4 separate regions of the Sus scrofa genome follow, and regions 1, 2 and 3 are each linked to region 4. The links are chromatin contacts, called in public HiChIP or PLAC-seq maps. All regions are on one chromosome and are shown on one strand. The core of a region is the stretch at or near the end of the contact, and the rest is flanking DNA. Distances in the headings are between cores, read along the strand shown. Region 1 holds the start of CCDC71L (coiled-coil domain-containing protein 71L). Region 2 has its middle 70 kb from the start of PIK3CG. Region 3 overlaps PIK3CG (phosphatidylinositol-4,5-bisphosphate 3-kinase catalytic subunit gamma). Region 4 has its middle 47 kb from the start of PIK3CG.

Region 1 (3,209 bases), core at 290-2,789, 110 kb after region 4:
GTCTGGTTCAAAGAAAACATCATCTGTAAATCCAATATAGGACAGATTAAAAAACTGTTCAATTTGGGGAGGAGTGGAAGCAGATAGAGGGGTACAGCTCTGTCCCTTGATCACCCCACTCTTGCATAAAGCATTTTCTATTGAACCTGTTTGAGCAGCACAATTTGAAAAACCTCCAGTGACATATAAAGATCACTAGATTAGGAATCCAAAGACTTAGTCCTGATCAAGAACTGGTATTACTGAACCTCTGTGTGACCAAATTTCCTCATCTGTGAAATAAGGAGATTGAACTAGGTATCTTTCAGCTCAAATTCAAGGGAACCATTAGCAGCTGTGTGCAAGTCACAAAGCTCTGCTGTTATCAGTTCTCCACTGCAAAATATGATGCTCACTGAAGGGTAAAATTTGCATGCCTACCTCAGAGTTCTAAGCATTAGGAGATTTTTTTTTAACCTTAAAAATTTAATGGAGTTAGGAGAAAATTGCAGTGTAAAATAGAAACTATAAAATTATCCTTGTTCTTAGTGATTTCAATATATCCTTCTTTCTCATATCATTTTAAACTATCAGTGGTATTTCATTGATAAACTCAAGGTGGACTGCCCACTATCTGACAGACACTGAACTAAATATTGAGGATAGAAAAGAGGACTAAAAACTGCCCACTACTCTACAAACATTCGTAATCCCCTCCTCTCAAATACAAAAGTTAATGGCTTCTTAATGTTCCCTTCAACAGAACCTTTTTGATTGTGATGCTGCATTCCTTCTCAATGATAGAGATGGTGCTGCAGAGGGACATATTAAAACTAAATGAAAAGTGAAGTGTACTCATTTAGAAAAAAACTGTATTTAAAAATGGTATTTTCTGTAAGGAGAATGGCTTTGTTGTAAATGATCTTTGATCAACTTGAGCAGAGTGTTTAGTTCTATGGCTATAAGAGGCTTTGTTTTCCTATTAAGTGGAGTATCTCTTAAATGTGAAGATGGTTCCATTGTCTAGAGGGAGACAATGCCACTTACACTGTCCATATTGCCTACTTGATTCTGGATTGCTAGTGTTGCTTGGGTCCAAAGTGGGAAGAGTTGATGAACATGCAAAAGAGCCAAATGAAGGTTTAGAATGGAACTGTGAAAGGCCCATTCCCTCTACACCTAGACCCAAATTCCCTTTCTCTGATAAAAACCACAGCTTTTGGGTAGGTCTCCCTTTGTTATTTCCGACTGGTAGACCCCCCCAGCTCAATCCACAAATGCACACCCACTCACTCTGAGAGTGACTCTCCCCAAGGTGGAGCTGATGTCCACCCTTCACTCTAGTCAAGGGCCCCCACCTCATATAACCACCCAACTGTTGACTCGCGTTCAAGGGCCACCACCATCACCCACTCCAGCACCATCTTCCAGGAACTGGCCTCTCCCCCATTAGTCCCCGCCCCTCTTCTGAGAGCACCCAATGGGTGGAGTCGGGGCTGCAGTGGGAGGAGCCTGAGGCGGGCACATTTAAAGAAAGGCAGAGGGCGAAAGGAGGCAAGAGAGGAGAAGAAAGAGAAACCAGGGGGGCGAGGCGCCGTCCAATGACAAAGCCCAGGGGTGGGCGCCGGCCGCCATCTTGTACCGGGCGGCAGGATCTTCACCCGCGTCCTCCGCCCTCGGAGGGGGAGGGGCGGAGGCGGCGAGAAAAGTAACGAGAGACGCGCCGGCCGGGGAGGCGCCAGCGGCGGCCGCCGCCGCAGAGCCGAACGCGGGCGGGGACGACGGCGGCGGCGCGACCCGGCGAACGCGGGCGGCCGCGAGCGGCCTCCGATGCGGCGCAGCGTGAAGAGGCGGCGGCGCCGGCCCCCGGCAGCCCCGGCCGCGGCCGCCCGGGGCGGCGGCTTTAGGGCGGGAGCAGGGCCCGAGCTGGAGGCGCGGGAGGAGAAGGTGGTATACTCGCGGTCTCAACTGTCGCTGGCCGACAGCACCAAGGCGCTGGGCGACGCCTTCAAGCTGTTCATGCCCCGCAGCACGGAGTTCATGAGCTCGGACGCGGAGCTCTGGAGCTTCCTCTGCAGCCTTAAGCACCAGTTCTCCCCGCATATCCTGCGCAGCAAGGACGTCTACGGCTACTCCTCCTGCCGGGCCCTGGTCCCCGACCCCCCGGGACCCCCCGCTGCCCGCGGCCGGACACGCAGGCCAGCACCGAGTGCGGCGGCCAGGAGGAGGCGCCGCGGAGCCCGGGCGCCCGCCGCCCGCCGGAGGAAGCCCCCGCCACCGCCGCCGCTGTCGCCGCTGCCGGCCCCCGAGGAGAGCTGCCCTGCCAAGCCCGCGGCGCCCGGGCCCTGCTTCGGGGGCCGCACCCTGGAGGAGATCTGGAGGGCGGCCACCCCGACGCTGACCACCTTTCCCACCATTCGCGTCGGCGGCGACGTGTGGGGCGAGCGCAGCCTGGCGGCGGCGCGGCGCCGGGCAAGCCAAGTCCTGCGAGTGAACCTGGAACCCGTGGTGAGGCTCCGCCGCTTCCCCGTGCCCCGGGCGTGAAACGCAGCCCGCGACGGCTTCCCGGCCAGGGACGGGGCTTCCGCCTGGAGGGATGGACAAGTGTCAGTCGAGTGTTTACAGATCCGGCCAGGACCCCGTCCCCTCGTGCACTTTACGGGCAAAGAAGTCACCGGATGCTTTTCCCGGCCTCGCGGCGCCGCCGTCTGGGGCTCAGGGACAGGTGTGCCCTCCGCTGCCTCCTGGCGCCCGGGCTGCGGAGGAGGAGACAGCCGGACCCGCAGGGGAGGGCCCTATGCTTCCTTACCCCGGACTGAGACATCTCCAGGACTGGAGGGGCAGATCCGTTTTCTCCCTTTGGACTCTACCTCACTGGTCTGGAAGTTCTCTGAAGAAGTCGTTATTTTTCCAAAGGAATTTGGTTTCGTGTTTGTGTAATAAAGCCAGAATCTACTTGCTTTCCCCCCAAATCCTCCCCCCACCCCATTTTTCTTTGCAACTGCCACCCCTCTTTCTGGACGAAAGATTGAACCTGTTTTGTACTCAGGGTATTCTGAATCCCATTCGTTTCCTAATTTTAACCGGATTCCAAAGCTCTGACCAAGGATATTTTTCTAAGAGATTCAAGCTTATGACTGTAATAGTGCAAGGATTTGTATGCTTTGAATTCCATGGGCTCAGTGATTACAAACAAAGAGATGCAAAGTACAACTGTTTGAACATTTTTG
Region 2 (3,486 bases), core at 980-3,479, 120 kb before region 4:
TCAGTGGGTCAAGGATTCATCATTGCCGTGAGCTGTGGTGTAGGTCGAAGATGTGGCTTGGATCCGGTGTTGCTCTGGCTGTGGCGTAGGCTGGCAGCTGCAGCTCCAATTCAATCGACCCCTAGCCTGGGAACTTCCATATGCTGAGGGTGCAGCCCTAAAGAGACAAAAATAAAATAAAATAAAATAAATAAGTGCTCGGCACAACATTGTAAATTAATTATACCTTAATGAATTTCTTTTTAAATAAATAAAATAGAGTAGTTGGCATAGGCATCATTCAGAGGCAAGGTTCAGGGCTGTGGGGTTTTAGCTGTGCAGATGACCAGAGCAGAGTGGCTCAAGCTGAATGAAGAGCCCTCACAAGGCCAGAAGGTGGGAGCCTGAGGCTCTGGTTAGTGATGAGGTGGGGGCATTTTCACCTCTGGCAACTGAGCTAAACCAGAAGTGAGGCCTGATGGTGTCTGAGATATGGGTGGGGCTGTGGCTCCTGAGACACTGTGCTGGTGCTGAGGGCCAGCTGCCACTGATATCGCAGCATTTCTGGGCTGAGGTGCAGAAGGTGAGGGTGGGGCCCTGGGCCAGGTACTGGGATCATGCAAAGATCTTGTTCCCCTGCACCCTCCATGGTGGCAGCGCCCAGGCTCCCCCACCCCCAAAGGGCTGCTTGGGCCCCCAGTGCCTGTCCTCTTCTAGTCCTGTCATGTCCAGACCCCCACCCGGACCCCTCAGGGCAAAAGGCCTGCTCGAGATGTCAGGAGGGGAGCACCCAGGCTGAGCTGACAAGCATTGCTGATGAGTTAGGGGACTGACTGAACTTGACATTGGGTGGAAGAAAGGCAGGTAGAGCCTGATGAACTTTGGCTTATGCTTTGCCTCTGCGCCTTGTTGGTTGAGAGACCTTTTAGGAGTTATGCTCAAGTTATGCTCCTCTAAGAGCCCCAGGGAATGCAGGGCAGCTTTCGGGTTTTGAGATTTTGAAGCCCTTCGCCTTTGGTTTTTTTTTGTTTGTTTTTTAATTTTTCGAGATGTAATTCACATACCATAAAATGTGTACAATTCAGTGGGTTTTTAAAAGCCTTTTTTTAAAACAATGTTGTGTTCGTTTCAGGTGTACTGCAAAATGATTCACTTATACATTATCTGTCATCAACTATCCTTCAGATTCTTTTCCATTAAGCTTATTAAAAGATATTGAATATAATTCCCTGGGCTATACAGCAGGTCCTTGCTGTTTATCTATTTTGTATATAGCAGTGTGTGTATGTTAATTCCACCCTCCTAACTTACTCCTCTGCAAGTGGTTTTTAAAGTTTTCGCAAGAGTGTGCAACCATCAACTACCATCTAATTCCAGAACGTTTTTCTCAATCTATTAGCATTCACACAGCATCCCCCCTCCCCCCTGCCTCCCATCTCGGCCCCAGCCACCAGAAATCTCCTGTCTCCATGGACTTGCCTATTCCAGCCACTTCATATAAATGGAATCCTGCATACGTGGCCGTTGTGGACAGGCAGCTTTCTCCTAGCATAAAGTTTACAAGGGCCATCCATGTTGTACTATGACTCAGCAGTTCATTCTTTTTATGGCTGAATAATAGTCTCTCTCAGGTTTAGTTGGCATCAGGGGTTGGGGGATTTCTGTAGCGCCTACTTCTCTGCCCAGATTTGTCACTGGCAAGCAGTCAGCCTCTCTCTTCCCCTGAGCCTGAGGCTTGTGTACAAATACTTTTGCTTTTATTGCCTCCTACGTTCTGGGTATGAGTCTTCCTTGGGATTCTGTCAAGATGTGAAAACAGAGATAATGGTTATTTTCTCACAGGTTGTTGTGAGGATAATTGAAGCAGGTTATGGGGAAGTCTACCCTCTCCCTCTGTATTGCATATGCTGCCTAGAGAACGCTGTTCCCACATTAAATAAGACCCCATCTGGTCTTCCTGCCCCTGTGACCAGGTCTGGGCATGGGCCTCTGGGGAGTGGGAGTGGGAGTTATGATTAAGCTGTGTCCTAGGTTCTGGGGTGCTTCTGACTGTGGTGCTGGATTAAGGGGCTACTGGCTTAATCCCAGGGAGGCAGGAAGCAGTGGGTGTCTGGGAGATGCTTGGCTCAGAGAGTTCATTAGATAAGCACTTGAAAGGAAAGCTAATGAATGAGTGAGTGGAAGTGACTCTAGAAGGCTGCTCGGTCTCCGGCCGGAAGTGCTGAGCTGGTATCCTGGTGCAGACACTTCCTCATCTCATGCTGCGGGTCCTTGGCCTGGCCAGTCACCCCTCCCCTTGCCACGTCTCTCCATCAGGGAGTGATGCTTTGGAACTGGAGGACCTTTGTCAGAATAGATGGGAGACACTTCTTGGGCACTGAGACTCCAGGCTGGGCAGTGGCGTTTGGCAAACGGTTAGAGCCTTGATCAAACTATATATAACTGAAGGACTCAGAAATGCAAGTTAAAAGGGAATGGTTTGGGGAAAGAGTGGAGAAAAGAGAAAAGGTGACAGCGCCCCTGTTCAGTTTCAGAATACCCCTCTTTTGTGACCCATGTTCCTTATCAACCCAGGTCTGTCTCATTCATTCTGGTCACCTGGAGCCGCCAGTCTAGGTCTGCATCATCCCAAGGCAGCGGAATCACCTGAGGAGGCGGAAATCCCAGGCGGTGCAGGCAATGCGCATGCCTAATGAGGTCTCCAGGTGGTTCTCGCGTGCCTCACGCTGGGGGCGTGGAGTTGGCGTCGCTCCTCCCTCACCTCGAAGGAAACCGCTTACAGGCAGCAAGATGCAGTCTTCTGTTCATGGAGGGGACATGGGCTTCAGGAGCAGGGGGCTCTCGGACCCAGCGGGCCTTCCTTGGAGGCGTTCATAGGACTTCTTTTTCGCTCTGATGGCCGCTGTTCCTGCTCCCCTGGCTCCGAGGCTACAGACTGCTTTTCCCGGGGCAGGAGGGTCTCGCCTGCCCAGAGCCATCCTCATGGGTTCCAGTATTTGGGTAGGGGAAGTAGTCTCAACAAGCGGGCTTAGGCGCCAGGACCGTCTCTCATCAGTTTCGATTGATGGACAAGTTATTTGACCTTTTAACTCCACATTTTAAATCCGAGCAACCTCCCTTATGCGGCTGTTGTGAAGCTCCGATAAAATAATGTAGTCACGGAAGGACACTGTAAATTGCGAAGTGCGATAAAAATGTTCATCCGCTTATCGTGGCGGAGCCTCCAAGCCCCCTTTTCCTCAGGAGCGTTTAGCATCTCGCCAGGGGATCTGAACTCATCTCTGTTGCTGAAGTTGTGGGACTGACACCAAGGAGTCAGGAGCAAACCTGTCGGTGAGTAAACCCTGGTCAACATGGGGCTGCCAAACTGGATGGGGGGACAGAGGTTTGTTTTTTGTTTTTTGTTTTCCTAACAAAGGGACAAAAAGCACAGTGAGCCGTGGTGACTGGATTCCTTGGGGTCCTTGGTTCTTTTGGGGGGTTCAAACGATGGGAGAACAGATGGCC
Region 3 (3,650 bases), core at 1,065-3,564, 87 kb before region 4:
ACTCTGAAAGTTTAGTGCCCTGCTCTTACCGTCTTGAGTTTGTGAGCAACAACCCCTGGATTTTCATTTTGTGCTGGGCTCCACAAATTATGTAGCCAGTCTTAGATGTATATACAAGCTGCTTGGACCTGAATCATCTAACTTGTGATCTGTGTTTTCTTTGGCATCGAAAATATGGGTAGTTCCCCAACATCTCCCAATGGCAAGATACACCAGGCTCCAGGACATTTTCAAAGGTGTAAAAGTTGAGGGCCACGTGGGGGACAGTGAAGGAAGCACACAAAGGTCATTTTTGGTTTTTTTTGCATGTCTATAAAATCGTACCTTCATTGCAATAGGGAAGAATCAAGCCCATCATATGTATATATGGGCTTATATATATATATGTAAAATCAGCATACTGAAAGAATGTGTTCATTGGACGAGCTAATTTGTACACACATGTTCAATAAGCTATAAACACATTCTTCTATAGTTCTTTTATCATTAAGGTGATTATTTCTGCAATTCAAATAAAAAGTGGAATCTGTGCAAGATCTGAGCTTGGCTATGCTTTATGAGAATAATGAAAAATCCTCTTCTGAATTGGAAAGCACCATTCTTTCTGTACTTCAAAAGAATGAGGGGCAATAGTTGGTTGAAAAATGCTATAACATGTCTACCATTAACAGTGGTGTAAACATTTCATTATAGGCATGGTTCTCTGTACAGGGGGACATACGGTGATTTAAAAGGATGAGTTAGCAAGGAAGAGGAGCTCTTTCTAGATACCTTAGGAGGTGGAGAAAGGCACAGTGGGCAAGGAGGCAGTGTTACCTACATCTTCAAAGGCCATGTGGGACTTTCAAACCCTGGCTGCAGATTAGAATCAATTGGAGTAATTAGAAAAACACTAATGTCTGGGCCTCATCCCAAACAAATTAATTACAACCCGAGGTGGACACTCAGGCAGGGTATTTTTTTAAAGTATCCCTGGTGATTCTGATGTGCAGCAAGGTGAAGAATCATTGGGCTTTTGCATACTCGAAAAGAAAGGTTTTGGCTACACCAGAATCAAACAGATCTCAATTCGAACATTTAAAGATTAAATATATATATTTATATCTAATTCTACTTAAACATAGACATCACTAACTTATTTCTATGCAAAGTATTACCTCTAGGTAATTAAAAATATTTTATAAATACTTTAATGATCTTTCTCTGTTAAACACTTCCAATAAATAGGGAAACATTTAAGAGATGAAAGGAGTTTTCAAAGCAGACGTTTCAACTTTTTTAGGAAATCTGAAGACTGCGCCGGAGTGTAAAAGTCCTGTAAAATGCAGGATGGGCAGGGCAAGTAGTGTTCCTCCCAACTTGGAGTACTTTTTACACATCACATATCTTCTTCCATTAAAGAAGGAAGTGAAAACTGCTCAGGCCAAAATTTAAAATTAAGGCATCTGGAAGCTAAACCACATTTTCTAGGATGTCTCCTTTAATAACAAGCTTTAGAAACAACACACAACAAAAAACATCCTTACAAATAAGTACCTAAAATTCTAGTATCCCGAGAGGAGAAATTCCTTTTCAACTAATTTTTGAATTCTGGGGTAAAGGTGTTTCTGAAGATGTCACGATTCTGAGTAAAGAGTTGTGGGCAACTGGGAAAGAGGGAAGCAGGGTACAAGGGGGGTGGGGAATAGAAAGGCCCTGCATGAGTCCCTTCGTTACTTGCTGTTTCTGTGCTGGCGAAGGTCTAGCCCAATTGTACTTGATGGTTCTTCACTCTGTGGGCAGAGCTGAGACAAATGTTCCCTGGAACCAGACCAGCAGAGAAAGGCCAGGGCACAAAGATTCAGATTTTCCATTTCGTGTTCGTGAGTCTCAGTGGTATCGGAAGCTAACTGCAGAAGACCCTGAAAAGACAAGCTCGCTTTGCTGGCACATCCCTCACATCTGCAGATGTGCAGGGGATTTTGGGGAAGCATTCTCTAAGGAATGAGGCATGGTTACAATGATCACAGTTTTTTTTTTTTTTTCCTGTAAGGAGTTTGAGAAACCCAAGGATAACCAAAATTGAGAGGATACCCAGCTGACAATAGATGTTACCAATTATTGTAAAGAATTTCAGAAGCACTCAGTACCAAGAAAGTTGAAACTTCAGAGGTCATTAGGCCACTTAAATTTAGAACAGTCTCCAACATGACTGAGGGGGCACATGAGAAAAAACAAACATGCAAATAAGCCTAACACTGAACATTACTTAAACATGCCAAGGTTTTTCTCCAGTGAAGAGTTCAGTTAGGGGAAGAGCTATATTTCTCAAGTGCCAGCTTTCATAATGTCCCACTACATGACATCAAGTTCGATGACTGTCCTGCTGACGTAAAGCATTAGAACACTAACTTGTTTTAAACTCTAGCCCAAAGTATTACGCGGAATGCTTCTCCCCTTGTTTGATGCCAAGAACAAGATGTAAGAACCAGTTAAACTGCACGGTCCATCCTTTGTCTCTGCAAACTTCAATCTGATCCAGAAAATACTTTTTAGCATCCTCCTCACTTTTGCCCACTGTGAGGGCATCCCGAATGTATTCAATGTCTTCTTTGCTGGTTAACTGGGGCATTCCTGTCATCAGCATCATGGAGAAGAGGATGATCAGTAGGTTTGTGTGATGACGAAGGGCTAGGTAAGCCTTGACGCAGACATCCTGGATAAAAGGAAGGAACGCTGTTAACTGTTGTCACTGTAACAAAGTAGCCTGGGAGTTCCCGTCGTGGTGCCGTGATTAACGAATCCAAATAGGAACCATGAGGTTGTGGGTTCGATCCCTGGCCTTGCTCAGTGGGTTAAGGATCCGGCGTTGCCGTGAGCTGTGGTGTAGGTTGCAGATGTGGCTCAGATCCCAAGTTGCTGTGGTTCTGGCACAGGCTGGCGGCTACAGCTCTGACTGGACCCCTAGCATGGGAACCTCCATATGCCACGGGCACAGCCCAAGAAATGGCAAAAAAAGACAAAAACAAAAAACAAAACAAAACACCAACAACAAAGTAGCCTGAAGACCAGTGGGCTGTTTTGGAATTTACATGGCATTATCCTGTCCCTGAGAGGAGATCATGACAAGCCAGGAAGGTCCCCTGTCTCCAATGAAGCACTTGACTAGGAACATAAACTGCTGTTATAATCTCTGAAGCACTGCACTGTGGTGGTACACCTCCAGGGTGTGCTCAAGGAAAACTAACTGATACACCGTTTCATCTTTTTTACTCTCCTTTTTTTTTACTTTGGTTCCTTTCCTAGGGAATTGAGGGTGGACATTTCTTTAGGCTGGGAGTCAGTTTTTGAACACCTCCTACTGGAATCAATAAACCTTATGTAAGCATAAATAATGTTTGCCAAGAGCTAATGGAATCCAAAAAAGAGCTGGAAACAGGGCGTTTGAAATTTAGCTGGTTTTCATATTTATTTTACAATGTGACCTACTCTAAGGTAATAGATGAATTAGCTTTTCATTGTCTGACTCTCAAAATTGTTAATGATCTTTGAAAATTCAATATAAATTTGAATACTGAGTGAGAGAGGGCTTTCAACAAGGCAGTGTCTGATGCCTCTTCTAAAAGCCTTGGAGTAAGTGATACATGTGAGTTGAGTCCACTTCTTAAGCA
Region 4 (3,355 bases), core at 819-3,318:
GAAAATGCAGACTCTCAGGCCTCTCCATCCCTGATGAATCAGCAGGTCTGGAGCCCAGAAGCAAGGGATCTGGCTTTTCATCAAGCCCTTGTGGTGATTCTTATGTACAATTTAAAATGTTAGTAACTCTCTTGTCAAACAACTGAAAACTTCAGTGGTAGCTGCCAAAGGAATTAAAATTACTTTCGACGGGGGTGGTGGGCATGGATGGTTTCAAGGAGCAGTATTTGAATGGAGGCTTTGGCTGGGTTTTCCTGACTGTGCCCAAGGGGAGGTCCAGTTCCAGGAGCGGGAAATGGGTGATCCAAGGCAACCAAGTTCATGGGGTGGGGTGGGGGGCCCATGACCGTGCTGGGGTTTATGGCAGACATGGGCTGCAGACCCATGAGGTGATGAGGTTCCAGTTCTGCAAGCTTTCCAGCCTCTCTTCCACACTTCACTGGGATGACAGGGCTGAGGAATTTCACCACAGAAAGCTGGTTTGGCTCTATGCTCATCTGTTCCCAGGCGAGCTAAATTCACCCGCTTTCTGCCTTCTGTCAAGTCAGCTGTTCTCTGAATTCAAGTAGAAGTATGAGAATTTCTGGCCACTCAGGGTGGCATTTTGCTATGGTCATTGCTTGAAGTAGCACAGGCGGCTCTATTTCCAAAGGGAAACCAGCCTACTCACCTCAGGCGGGGCAGGCAGGCAGGCAGCAGGCCAGGCCAGTGCTGGGCACACTGGGTGGCTTTGCCATCTCAGTGGCATCTGCAGGGAGTGAGGGGCAAGCAGCCGGTGATCAGATGTTCCTATACCACGGAAGTGCCCAGACCAACTATCGGGTCTGTGAGTGGGTTGGAACCTCCCTTTCTAAGCTACCTAGATGGTGTCAATCAACAACAATCATTTAATGACTGACCCTGCTGTTGAGTCAGCGCTGTCAGCCTCCACCCCTTTCTCGACTTCTGCTGATGCTGTTTGAAGCATCTAAGGGGTGAGAAGCTGGGGCCCGGCCTCATCAGCAGCAGCCCCACGATGAAAATTCCATCAAGGTCTCCTGTCTCCCTTCTGGCCTCGACCATCATGCTGTAGCCAAAAAATGTGAACTGGGCTAAGACACAGACAGGGTGCGAGGAACGTGGAGGGGCTGCCCAGATGTCCTTTCCAGAAAGGGGTGTGATCAGCAGATGCTTGTCAGCTGCTAGCCCCTCAGGGTCTGCCTCAGCTGCCTAGGCCATGTCCACAGCCAATGACGGATTATGGCAGGTGTATATAAGCCTAGCTATTTGGCCCAGGGCCCAGCAATTCACATGGGCCTCCCAGTCCTGCTTTCATGCCTTCCTTCCACAGGTGCTAATCCTAAGGCATTCCGCAATAAACACTGCAGCCTTCATTCCATTTCAGTCTGCTCTCCAGAGAACCCACATGCAGCCCGTGAGTTTGAATTTCAGCTGGACTAATTCGGAGCTCTGTGACCTTGGGGAAGCAAGAACTTCTTTTCTGTGAGACTTAATGTCCTGTTCTGCAAAATGAACACATAGTAACTTTTTTCATAGGATTGTTGCTGGTGCATTTACATATCTGGTGCAGAGTACTTGCTCATCAGTATTAGCTATTGTAATCTCAGGCAAGTTATGTAACTTTAGTGAGCCTTGGATCCGTTATCTAAAAATAAGAACAATATCGCTTACATCTCAGGATTTTTTTAAAAAATTGAAGTCTAGTTGATTTACCGTGTTGTTAGCTTCTGGTGTACAGCATAGTGCTTCAGTGTATCTCAGGATTTTGGTAAGGATCATATGACATACTCTGTGTGTGAGGTACTCAGTAGATATGCCCTTTCCCCTTATTTTTCCTTTATCATATCAATAGTACCTTTATAGAGTGAATTAAAAAAATAATTCTTTTTAATGTTATTTATTGCTTGCCCTTTATCAGAGTATAAAGTGCATTCATTCATATTCGGAGGAGGAAAATTGCATGTAGAGCAGAAGGGCGGGGCTCAGGTGGAGCCCTGGTTTTGTGGCTCTCTTCTCTTCCATTCCAGGTCAAAGGACAACTCCAGGCAGCACACCCTGCATGACTCAACATATTCTACACACTGCTCATATGACCTTCGTTTCCCCTTTTTCCTTGGTTCACTTTTATAATCCTTGTAATGATCTATTTCTGTGGATTATAGGATTTCTGTTTTATCTGGTAAATCTCTGAGAAGCAGGGAAGTATCTCTCTCTCTCTCTCTTTTTTTTTTAAAGGGTCTGGCTGGCTGTTCATTGGTTCTTGTACTAGTTAATAGTGACCAGCTCTTACAGCAATGCTGAGTTCTGCTGGATGCATTCAGAGCAGGAATTCCTGCTGACTTCACAAGGAATCTGAAAGCCAGATGGGGTCTTCTGAGCCCCCCCTTGTCCAACTCTGTCATCTCACCCATGAGGAATTTTTGTTTAGGTCAGCCTATTTTTAAATAATGTCATTTAAAATCTTATGTGGAATTTTTGTAGCCCCATCTTTATTACATCTTTCTTTTATAACTTCATAGTCTATTTTTTGTTTCTCGTTTAAAGCTTCGTCAGTTCTAGGAACACTGTCTTACACTGACACCTACTGGACAGGTGGGAAAATAGCTGATACCAAGAACACTACCGTTTGTTAGGACTAGAGACAGATAAATAGTGTCTTTCCCACTGCATTCATATTTATTTATTTATTTATGTATTTATGTATTTATTTATTTATTTTTGAGGGTGGTCTTTGCAGGGGCATACCTGCAGCATATGAAAATTCCCAGGCTAGTGGTCGAATCAGAGCTGCAGCTGCCAGCCTACGCCACAGACACAGCCACAGCAATGCCAAATCTGAGCCAAGTCTGTGACCCGTACCAAAGCTCTCACAGCAACGCCAGTTTCTTAACCCACTGAGTAGGGCCAGAACCCATGTCCTCATAGATACTAGTTGGGTTTGTTACCGCTGAACCACGGGGGGAACTCCCACATTCACTTTTAATAAGCCTCTTTCTTATAACTGTCCCGGTCATAAGCTTTCATTTCCCTCTTCTTCTACTAAACCTAATTGTCTATATTAGATTTTAGATTTCTGGGATGTGATGATTAGATCCAGTTAAGATGCTACAAGCCCATAGTATGTTTATGCAGTGCCATTCTTTAGATATATTTAATGTTTAATGAGGCACAATAATCCCACTCAGTAACTGTGATAATTCTGCAAGCACTGTAGCTCTGAAGCACTGACATGTCAGGTGGGCCCTGTGAAAGGTATGGAACCATTCTTAATCCTAGAGTCACCTGATGGTGGGGACTGCCAGAGGCCATCTCATCTGGATCAAAACCTCTCACCATTGGCAGTAAGAACTATCCA

The links. HiChIP or PLAC-seq counts read pairs in DNA pulled down with a chosen protein or histone mark.
Region 1: a contact with region 4 is called in an H3K27ac HiChIP or PLAC-seq map of alveolar macrophages. The contact joins the promoter of CCDC71L here to the enhancer-like site in region 4. A contact is called at or near these places in 1 of 5 promoter capture datasets (liver), 8 of 47 Hi-C or Micro-C datasets (alveolar macrophages, embryonic fibroblasts, fibroblasts and 3 more) and 2 of 2 datasets of contacts at active chromatin or transcription factors (alveolar macrophages and skeletal muscle).
Region 2: an H3K27ac HiChIP or PLAC-seq map of alveolar macrophages shows a contact between it and region 4. The contact joins two enhancer-like sites. A contact is called at or near these places in 3 of 47 Hi-C or Micro-C datasets (alveolar macrophages, epiblast stem cells and heart right ventricle) and 2 of 2 datasets of contacts at active chromatin or transcription factors (alveolar macrophages and skeletal muscle).
Region 3: a contact with region 4 is called in an H3K27ac HiChIP or PLAC-seq map of alveolar macrophages. The contact joins two enhancer-like sites. A contact is called at or near these places in 1 of 5 promoter capture datasets (liver), 7 of 47 Hi-C or Micro-C datasets (embryonic fibroblasts, epiblast stem cells, liver and 1 more) and 1 of 2 datasets of contacts at active chromatin or transcription factors (alveolar macrophages).

Annotation. Positions count from the first base shown.
Region 1 is chr9:106,543,654-106,546,862 of Sscrofa11.1, reverse strand. CCDC71L (coiled-coil domain-containing protein 71L) reads left to right here and starts at 1,539. Exons shown (of 1, transcript XM_021063516.1): 1 at 1,539-3,209. The coding sequence starts at 1,810. The coding sequence ends at 2,523. All of the region lies in intron 2 of LOC102163285 (a long non-coding RNA gene), which reads left to right.
Region 2 is chr9:106,773,729-106,777,214 of Sscrofa11.1, reverse strand. No RefSeq gene overlaps it. Among named protein-coding and RNA genes, the nearest start is that of PIK3CG, 70 kb to the right of the region's middle. Within about 2 kb of position 2,229, at least 15 of the 83 cell types and tissues checked have an H3K27ac peak or open chromatin away from gene starts, as enhancers often do. A contact at or near this core is called in alveolar macrophages, where this site is marked.
Region 3 is chr9:106,743,480-106,747,129 of Sscrofa11.1, reverse strand. PIK3CG (phosphatidylinositol-4,5-bisphosphate 3-kinase catalytic subunit gamma) reads right to left here. Exons shown (of 11, transcript NM_213939.1): 11 at 2,010-2,695. The coding sequence ends at 2,417. Among named protein-coding and RNA genes, the nearest start is that of PIK3CG, 40 kb to the right of the region's middle. Within about 2 kb of position 2,314, at least 2 of the 83 cell types and tissues checked have an H3K27ac peak or open chromatin away from gene starts, as enhancers often do. A contact at or near this core is called in alveolar macrophages, where this site is marked.
Region 4 is chr9:106,656,139-106,659,493 of Sscrofa11.1, reverse strand. No RefSeq gene overlaps it. Among named protein-coding and RNA genes, the nearest start is that of PIK3CG, 47 kb to the left of the region's middle. Within about 2 kb of position 2,068, at least 24 of the 83 cell types and tissues checked have an H3K27ac peak or open chromatin away from gene starts, as enhancers often do. A contact at or near this core is called in alveolar macrophages and retroperitoneal adipose tissue, where this site is marked.